Regions from separate parts of the Macaca mulatta genome. Here region 2 is linked to region 1. A link is a contact called in public Hi-C data. All regions are on one chromosome and are shown on one strand. Each heading gives the region's core, a stretch centred on a gene start, on an enhancer-like site or on the middle of the called end of the contact. The rest is flanking DNA. Distances are from core to core; before and after follow the strand shown. Region 1 holds the start of LOC714188. Region 2 holds the start of ZNF846 (zinc finger protein 846).

What was found. A called contact is a pair of places that touch in the nucleus more often than the background predicts.
Region 2: a Hi-C map of blood shows a contact between it and region 1, with 5 times the contacts expected there. The contact joins the promoter of ZNF846 here to the promoter of LOC714188 in region 1. A contact is called at or near these places in 4 of 14 Hi-C or Micro-C datasets (CD4 T cells, blood, fetal cortex germinal zone and 1 more).

What each region holds. Positions count from the first base shown.
Region 1 is chr19:10,365,134-10,369,421 of T2T-MMU8v2.0, reverse strand. LOC714188 reads left to right here and starts at 1,516. Exons shown (of 6, transcript XM_077977223.1): 1 at 1,516-1,830; 2 at 3,391-3,538.
Region 2 is chr19:10,498,792-10,502,987 of T2T-MMU8v2.0, reverse strand. It overlaps ZNF846 (zinc finger protein 846), which reads left to right and starts at 2,698. Exons shown (of 7, transcript XM_015122808.3): 1 at 2,698-2,894; 2 at 3,207-3,630.

The DNA of each region.
Region 1 (4,288 bases), core at 267-2,766:
GCTGGTGAGTGTACCCTTTCTGTAGGAACTAAAAACGTCCTTGCTGAGTAAATTAAATTAATGTTCAAGTGCTATTTCTTCATGGCACCGAGGAACAAGCATTTCAAACATATATATATGTATACACACACACCATATATATGTATGCACATATACATACATAACTAGAGACAGGGTCTTGCTACTTTGCCCAGGCTGGTCTCAAACTCTTGGACTTGTAGAAAATGAAATAGCGGTTCCTCTTCAAAGGGACTTTCCTCCCAGTCTGAAAATAAATAGTAATCTCTCTTAGAAGCCAAATTTTCTGAAAGATCTGTGGTAATATTCTTTTTTTTTTTTTTTTTTTTTTTTGAGACGGAGTCTCGCTCTGCCGCCCAGGCTGGAGTGCAGTGGCCGGATCTCAGCTCACTGCAAGCTCCGCCTCCCGGGTTCACGCCATTCTCCTGCCTCAGCCTCCTGAGTAGCTGGGACTACAGGCGCCCACCACCTCGCCCGGCTAGTTTTTTGTATTTTTTTAGTAGAGACGGGGTTTCACTATGTTAGCCAGGATGGTCTCGATCTCCCGACCTCGTGATCCGCCCGTCTCGGCCTCCCAAAGTGCTGGGATTACAGGCTTGAGCCACCGCGCCCGGCTGTGGTAATATTCTTAAATTCTACCAGCTGTAATAAAGAAATCAATATACTCTGTGTTCTTAGCTCCCACATCTTAGCCTAGATATTTGCCCGGGCATGCCTGAACTGGTCCGAGCAAGCATTAGGTCATGGCCTATTCCTTTATTTAGAAGTGTTTTTGCCTCTTTCAACAGTCCACAAGTTATTTCCTCTCTTCCTTTGTTCTCCTCTGCCTTTGCCTCTTGTGGGAAGTTCTAAGTAGCTAGCCAATCCAGTCATGTATAGAAGGTGAGGTCCTGTTCTGGCCAATGGAAGATGGACACAGCAGTAGAGTGGACACGTCAAGTTTAAATAACCCTGTCTCTTTTGTTAGTGTGTGCTCTGGTGGCAAAACTGCTAGCCAGTGGCACCCATTCTGCAGAAAGTAAACTAGCCTTGCTGAGATCCTTTGTCTCAGTGTTGATTTTGCCAAACTAAGCACCAGTTCCCAGCAGACTCAAGATGTGTACCTGCCTTAGTCTCCCAAAGTGCAGGAATTACAGGCGTGAGCCACTGCGCTCTCCCGAGAAAAGCTTTAAAGGAGCATCCCCTGGGATGCGTCCAATCCCTCATCCCCGCCCTTCCAGCCCGACCAGCCGCCTGCACCGCCTGCTAGGCCCGGTCCCACCTCTAAACCGCCCCCGAGTACGGGCCACACCCCTCGCCCACAGTTCCGTCCGGAGGCCCGGTTTTAACCTCAATGTTTTCTCTGGATCTATTTCTGCATCCTCCTCCCTGTGCTAACCCCAGGCCTTCTCCGCACCCACCCGGGAGGAAACCAGAATTTCTGTGTTTGAAACTCGAGCCCACGAGCCCCGCCCGGCCAGAGGCTCGAAGCGGAAGTGACGTCAGCGCACCACCGCCATCTTTTCCGGCGCTGGCTCCTCTCGGTCAGTGGAGTTTCGCCTTTATGGTGGCGGAGTCAGCCGCGGCTGTGGTGAGTTCCGCCTGCTTGGCGGTTCCGTAGATAGCAGGGGGCGGCAAAGGAATGATTGCGCGCCGTCGCGCAGGAGCCTCCCGCAGCCGGTTCACTTCGCTCGCTTCTCCAGGGACTATCGGTCCTCCCTGCGCAGCCAGTTCCGAGAGGCTGCACACTCAGCTCACTGCAACCTCTGCAACCTCTGCCTCCTGGGTCAAGCAGTTCTCCTGCCTCAGCCTTCCGAGTACCTGGGATTACAGGCAAGTGCCACCACGCCCGGCTACTTTTTGTATCTTTAGTAGAGACGGTTTTGCCATGTTGGCCAGGCTGGTCTTGAACTCCTGACCTTAGGTGATCTGTCTGCCACGGTCCCCCAAAGTGCTGGGATTATAGGTGTGAGCCACCGCACCCGGCCAACTTTTGAAAATTTTAAATTCTGTTCTTCAGTTATCTTAGGTACATAGTGAAGTTAATAACACACATGGCTGGTGACTACTGAATTGTTCTGTGCAGGTCTGAACTGTCTTCTGGTCATATTGAGGGGTAACAGCATCCACAGGAGATTAGGCTCTAGGGACAAATATCAGACCAATTACTAGGGTTGTTTGAATGTAGGTTTTTTCAGTATTAAATAGAGGTAATGGGCCAGGCATGGTGGCTCATGCTTATTATCCCAGCACTTTGGGAAGCCAAGTCAGGAGGATTGTTTGAGCCCAGGAGTTTGAGACCAGCCTGGGCAACCTGGTGAAACCCTGTCTCTACTAAAAATACAAAATAGCCGGACCCAGTGGTGTGCACCTGTAGTCCCAGCTACTTGGGGGGCTGAAGTAGAAGAATCACTTAAGGCCAGGAGTTCGAGACCAGCCTGGCCAACATGGCGAAACCCCGTCTCTACTAAAAACGCAAAAATTCGGCCGGGCGCGGTGGCTCAAGCCTGTAATCCCAGCACTTTGGGAGGCCGAGATGGGCGGATCACGAGGTCAGGAGATCGAAACCATCCTGCCTAACACGGTGAAACCCCGTCTCTATTAAGAAATACAAAAAACTAGCCGGGCGAGGTGGCGGGCGCCTGTAGTCCCAGCTACTCGGGAGGCTGAGGCCGGAGAATGGCGTGAACCCGGGAGGCGGAGCTTGCAGTGAGCTGAGATCCGGCCACTGCACTCCAGCCTGGGCGACAGAGCGAGACTCCGTCTCAAAAAAAAAAAAAAAACAACGCAAAAATTAGCCAGGCATCCTGGTGCATACCTGTAATCCCAACTACTCAGGAGGCTGAGGCCTGATAATCGCTTGAACCTGGGAGGCAGAGGTTGCAGTAAGTCGAGATCGCGCCACTGCACTCCAGCCTGGGCAACAGAGTGAGACTTTGTCTCAAAATAATAATAATAATAATAATAAGGAGTGATGATGCCTACCTGTGGTCCCAGCTATTCAGGAGGCTGAGGTGGGAGGATCACTTGAGCCCCAGAGGTTTAGGCTACAGAGAGTCGTGTTGGTGCCATTGCACTTCAACCTGGGCAACAGAGTAAGACCCTGTCTCAATAGAGAGAGAGAGAGAGAGAGAGGATAGATGTAATGATAGCTATTGGGAAGGATGGTTGTAATTAAGTTAGCATGTATATATAAAGCTACTAGAGCTACTTCTGGCATATCAGTCCTCAGTAAATGTCAGTTACTGTCATTAATACTTTTGTTATTGAGTGACGATACTGAGTGAGCAATTTTTGGTGGCCTTCACATCTGTCACCTGCAGAGGCAAAGTTCAGGCATAATGTTTGATGACTGATGTTTCATGCTTGTTGTTTGATGATTGATATGAACAGGACCGCAAATAACCCTGTACAAAGAGAAATGGAGATTGCCTCTATCCACCTAGATTCATAAGCTGCCCTGAGGTGATCTTGGCATCAAGGAAGGGATGCACATCGCACTATCAGCTTCAGAGAATGGCAACCATTGATTTGTCCCATGGTAAGTCCTTGTTGATGCTCTTTTTCAGAGATTCTGCTTTAGGTCACTCTGCACACCACAAGAGTCCAGTGAGCTGGGCCTGAGCAGGCATGCAGCTGATTCTTTTAGGAGGAATTGAAGTGAACCACAACAGAATGCTGTTTGTTTGTTTGTTTGTTTGTTTGTTTTTGAGACAGAATCTTGTTCCGTCACCCAGGCTGGAGTGCAGTGGTGCAATCTTAGCTCACTGCAACCTCCGCCTCCCGGGTTCAAGTGATTGTCTTGCCTCAGCCTCCCAAGTAGCTGGGACCACAAGCACATACCTCCAGGCCTGGCTAATTTTTATTTGTTTGTTTTTGTTTTTGAGACGGATTCTCACTCTGTCTCCCAGGCTGGAGTGCAGTACCGTGATCTCGACTCACTGCAACCTCTGCCTCCTGGGTTCAAGCAATTATCTGCCTCAGCCTCCCATAATTTTTGTATTTTTAGTAGAGACGGGGTTTCATCATATGGGCCAGTCTGGTGTCAAATTCCTGACCTCAAGTTATTTGCCCGCCTTGGCCTCCCAGAATGTTGGGATTACAGCCATGAGCCACTGTGCCCAGCCAGGATGCTGTTTTAGAATTCAGCCCTGGTTTGTGTGCCTTAGGAAATGCTACATAAGCTTCATGAGTATTACTACTATGGGCAGATAGAGAGTCACATTTTTCAGGGTGTAAGTTTCCTTGTAAAATGAAACTATTACCCTTTACCCAACAGGCAGCTCGGCCC
Region 2 (4,196 bases), core at 1,449-3,948, 130 kb before region 1:
TCCAGGAATGAACAAGGACAGTGTGGAGGTTAGAAGCAAGTTGGAGTTGGTTTGGTCAGATCTCTTTCACTGTAATCATTTTCTCAGCTATAATTTTTGCAAAGGTGTTTTCAAGCCTAGCACCCAGGGCTCTTAAGAAAGACATTCGGCCGGGCGCAGTGGCTCACCCCTGTAATCCCAGCACTTTGGAAGGCTGAGGTGGGCAGATCACGAGGTCAGCAGATCGAGACCATCCTGGCTAACAGTGAAACCCCATCTCTACTAAAAAAAATACAAAAGACGCCAGGCACGGTGGCTCACGCCTCTAATCCCCGCACTTTGGGAGGCCGAGGTGGGTGGATCACGAGTTCAGGAGATCAAGACCATCCTGGCTAACACGGTGAAACCCCGTCTCTACTAAAAAATACAAAAAATTAGCCGGGTATGGTGGCAGGTGCCTGTAGTCCCAGCTACTTGGGAGGCTGAGGCACGAGAACGGCGTGAACCCAGGAGGCGGAGCTTGCAGTGAGCTGAGATCGCGCCACTTGCACTTCAGCCTGGGCAGAGCGAGATTCTGTCTCAAAAAAAAAAAAAAAAAAAAAAAAAAAAGAATAGACGCGGTGGCTGGTGCATGTAGTCCCAACTACTTGGGAGGCTGATGCAGGAGAATCACTTGAACCTGGGAGGCCGGGGTTGCAGTGAGCGGATATCGCACCACCACACTCCAGCCTGGGTGATAGAGCCAGACTCTGTCTCAAAAAAAAAAAAAAAAAAAGGCATTCAGGCCGTGCCTGGTGGCTCATGCCTGTAATCCCAGCACTTTGGGAGGCCGAGGTGGGCAGATCACATGAGGTCAGGAGTTTGAGACCAGCCTGGCCAACATGGTGAAACTCCATCTCTATTAAAAATAAAAAATTAGCCAGGTGTGGTGGCACGCTTCTGTAATCCCAGCTACTTGGGAGGCTGAAGCAGGAGAATCACTTGAACCCAGAGGTGGAGGTTGCAGTGAGCCGAGATCGCGCCACCGCACTCCAGCCTGGGCAACAGAGCCAGATTCCGTCTCAAAAAAAAAAAAAAAAAGAAAAAGAAAGAAAAGAAAAGAAAAAAGAAAGACATTCAATTAAGCTTCTTCCTTTTCCCACAGACTCTAGACTTTAACGTCTTCAGTTGGAATCAACGTGGACATTAGGAACAGTCCCTCCTTAAACACAAAGACATTTCCTACCTCATACCTCATAATCCCCAGGTGATAGGTTGAGAATGTCTCCACAGCCAATCCCATACAGGGGTGTTCAAGAATACAGTTATGGGTTATTAGTTTTTGTTTCTGGTTGGGCCAGTAAAGCCCCTTCCTCATCCCTCTTTTCCACTTATCACTAGAGACAGAAACTAAAAACCATGGCTTCGGCTGCTACAAGACTAAAACAAAACAAAACAAGACAACAATAACAAGGCGACTTGGACAAGCTGGCTAGTAAATCCATTAACGAAGGTCCCGCCCTCATGATCTAATCACCTCCCTAAGGCCTCACATCCTAATATCATCACCTCCAGGGTTAAGATTTACGCATTTGGCTTTGCGGGGTGGTGGCCTGCGGGGAGGACACACACAACATACAACATTCTGACCACAGTGAGGTAGGAGACTGGGCAGGACTTGCTTCATTTCCTGGTCCCTACAGGATAAAGTGAAGAAACCACCTGGAACCAGCAGATGGCACCAAAAGCCATCTCTAGTTGCTCTCCTTACTCATTAGGGTAAGACACTCCTACCAGAGCCATGACAGTTTATAAGTACCATGGCAACAACATGAAAGTTACCATTCACTTCCATAACAACGACCTGGAAGTTACAGCCTCCTTTCTAGAAAGTTCTGCATGGGGGCCGGGCGCGGTGGCTCATGCCTGTAATCCCAGCACTTTGGGAGGCCGAGATGGGCGGATCACGAGGTCAGGAGATCGAGACCATCCTGGCTAACACGGTGAAACCCCGTCTCTACTAAAAAAATACAAAAAACTAGCCGGGCGCGGTGGCGGGCGCCTGTAGTCCCAGCTACTTGGGAGGCTGAGGCAGGAGAATGGCGTGAACCCGGGAGGTGGAGCTTGCAGTGAGCTGAGATCCGGCCACTGCACTCCAGCCTGGGCGACAGAGCGAGACTCCGTCTCAAAAAAAAAAAAAAAAAGAAAGTTCTGCATGGCATACCCCTTAATTTGCATGTAATTAAAAGTGAGTATAAATATAGCTAGCCAACAGTACAAAATGCTGATTCTAGGCACACTGCCTAGGTTTTGGCTGTACTCTGGAAAAAGCAACTCTGAGTCAATGGAAGATCCTTGTGTAACATCACCAGTTGAATTCTTTCCTGGGTGAATCCCCAATCATGGCACTTACCTGCATCAATAGCACACTTCTATCTCCTTAGGCACCTGCTTCTAAGCTAAAACTGTCTGCTTGCCAAAAAGATAGAAGAATTTTTATTTTTCATTTGGATAAAGGCAATTAGCTAACACAAATGGCCACCCCAATTACCAGAAAAACTTAGGGTGAACTTCAGAAATATTGTTAACACAGTCATTGTGTTATGAATTTTTTTTTTTTTTTTTTTTTTGAGACAGAGTCTTGCTGTGTCCCCCAGGCTGGAGTGCAATAGCCCGATTTCGGCCCACTGCAAGCTCCGCCTCCCAGGTTCAGGCCATTCTCCTGCCTCGGCCTCCTGAGTAGCTGGGACTACAGGCTCCCGCTACCACGCCTGGCTAATTTTTTGTATTTTTAGTAGAGACGGGGTTTCACCGTGTCAGCAAGGATGGTCTCGATCTCCTGACCTCGTGATCCGCCCACCTCGGGCTCCCAAAGTGCTGGAATTACAGGCGTGAGTCACCGCGCCCGGCCCTGTCTATTTCTTAATGTCTGTAGGGTAAGTGCCAACAGTTCTTCAGGAGTGTTTTGGGTTTTACTGGCCTTTTGCACTTCCATATACATACATTTTATTATAAATAGATCAGGTTCTTCATCAAAACATGTTATTTTGACAGAAAACTTAACTTTCTATATTAAGTAAGGATAATTCTTTATATTGAAACTTCTAATCCATCAACAAGGAAGATCTATCCATTGATCTAGGTTATCTTTGACCTCTTTCAATAGTATTTTACACATTTCTCCGAAGAGATATTGCATACTTTGTTGTTGTATTTATTTCTAGTTATTTTACTGCTGTTGTCGGCAGGTAACAAGTTATCTACGGCCGTATAACAAACCACCCAGAAACAGCGCATCCTCGTACAAGCCCCATAAATGCAGAGGAAAGCGAGCAGAGGCATTTCGAGGTCCCGCCCAATCGACTCCCTCCATCGTGGTCCCGCCCCCGCCCCCTGCCCGCGCCGGGTTGCGCCCCGCGGTCCCCAGTGAAGCCAGAAGGACGGGGTCCAATCGCTGTCGGCTGTGCGGAAACTGGGACCTCTCCCCAGGATCGTGGAGGACGCGAACTCCGCCCCTCCCACTGCCTCAGGCCTCGGAGACCCGGTCCAGAGCCCTCAGCCGCTTCCGAGCCCGGAGAGAGGAATCAGAAGTGCGCGTGGGCAGAGCGGCGCCTCCTTCACAGTAACCGTCGCTGACCCGCTGGTTTTCCCTGCACCTTCGTCTGCGACCAGGTGGGGCTTCAGGGGCCCCTTCACCACCTGGAGGGAGGGAGACCGGGGCGGGGACTCGGTGAGGGGAGAGATGGGGGGCGGGGACTCAGTGAGGGGAGAGAAGAGGGCGGGACTCGGTGAGGGGGTGACGAGGACTGGGACTCGATGACGGACAGGGTCTCGGTGAGGGGAAGCGGGGGGTGGGGACTCGGTGATGGGGAGACTGGGACGGCGACTCGGGGAGGGAGAGACGAGGGCAGGGACTCGGTGAGGGGATGTCAGGGGCGGGGTCTCAGGAAGGACAGAGAAGTGGGCGGGGTCTCGGTGAGGGCGAGACAGGGGCGGGGACTCGGTGAGGGAGAGGCGGGGGCGGGTCTCGGTGAGAGAGAGACAGGGATGGGGACTCGGGGAAGGGAAGACGGGGGCGAGGTCTCCGTGAGGGGGAAGAGGGGGCAGGGACTCGGTGAGGGAGAGACGGGGGCGGGGACTCGATGAGGGGAGACAGGGGCGGGGTCTTGGTGAGCGGAGAGACGGGGATGGGGACTCGGTGAGGGGAGAGACGGGGGCGGGGACTCGGTGAGGGGAGA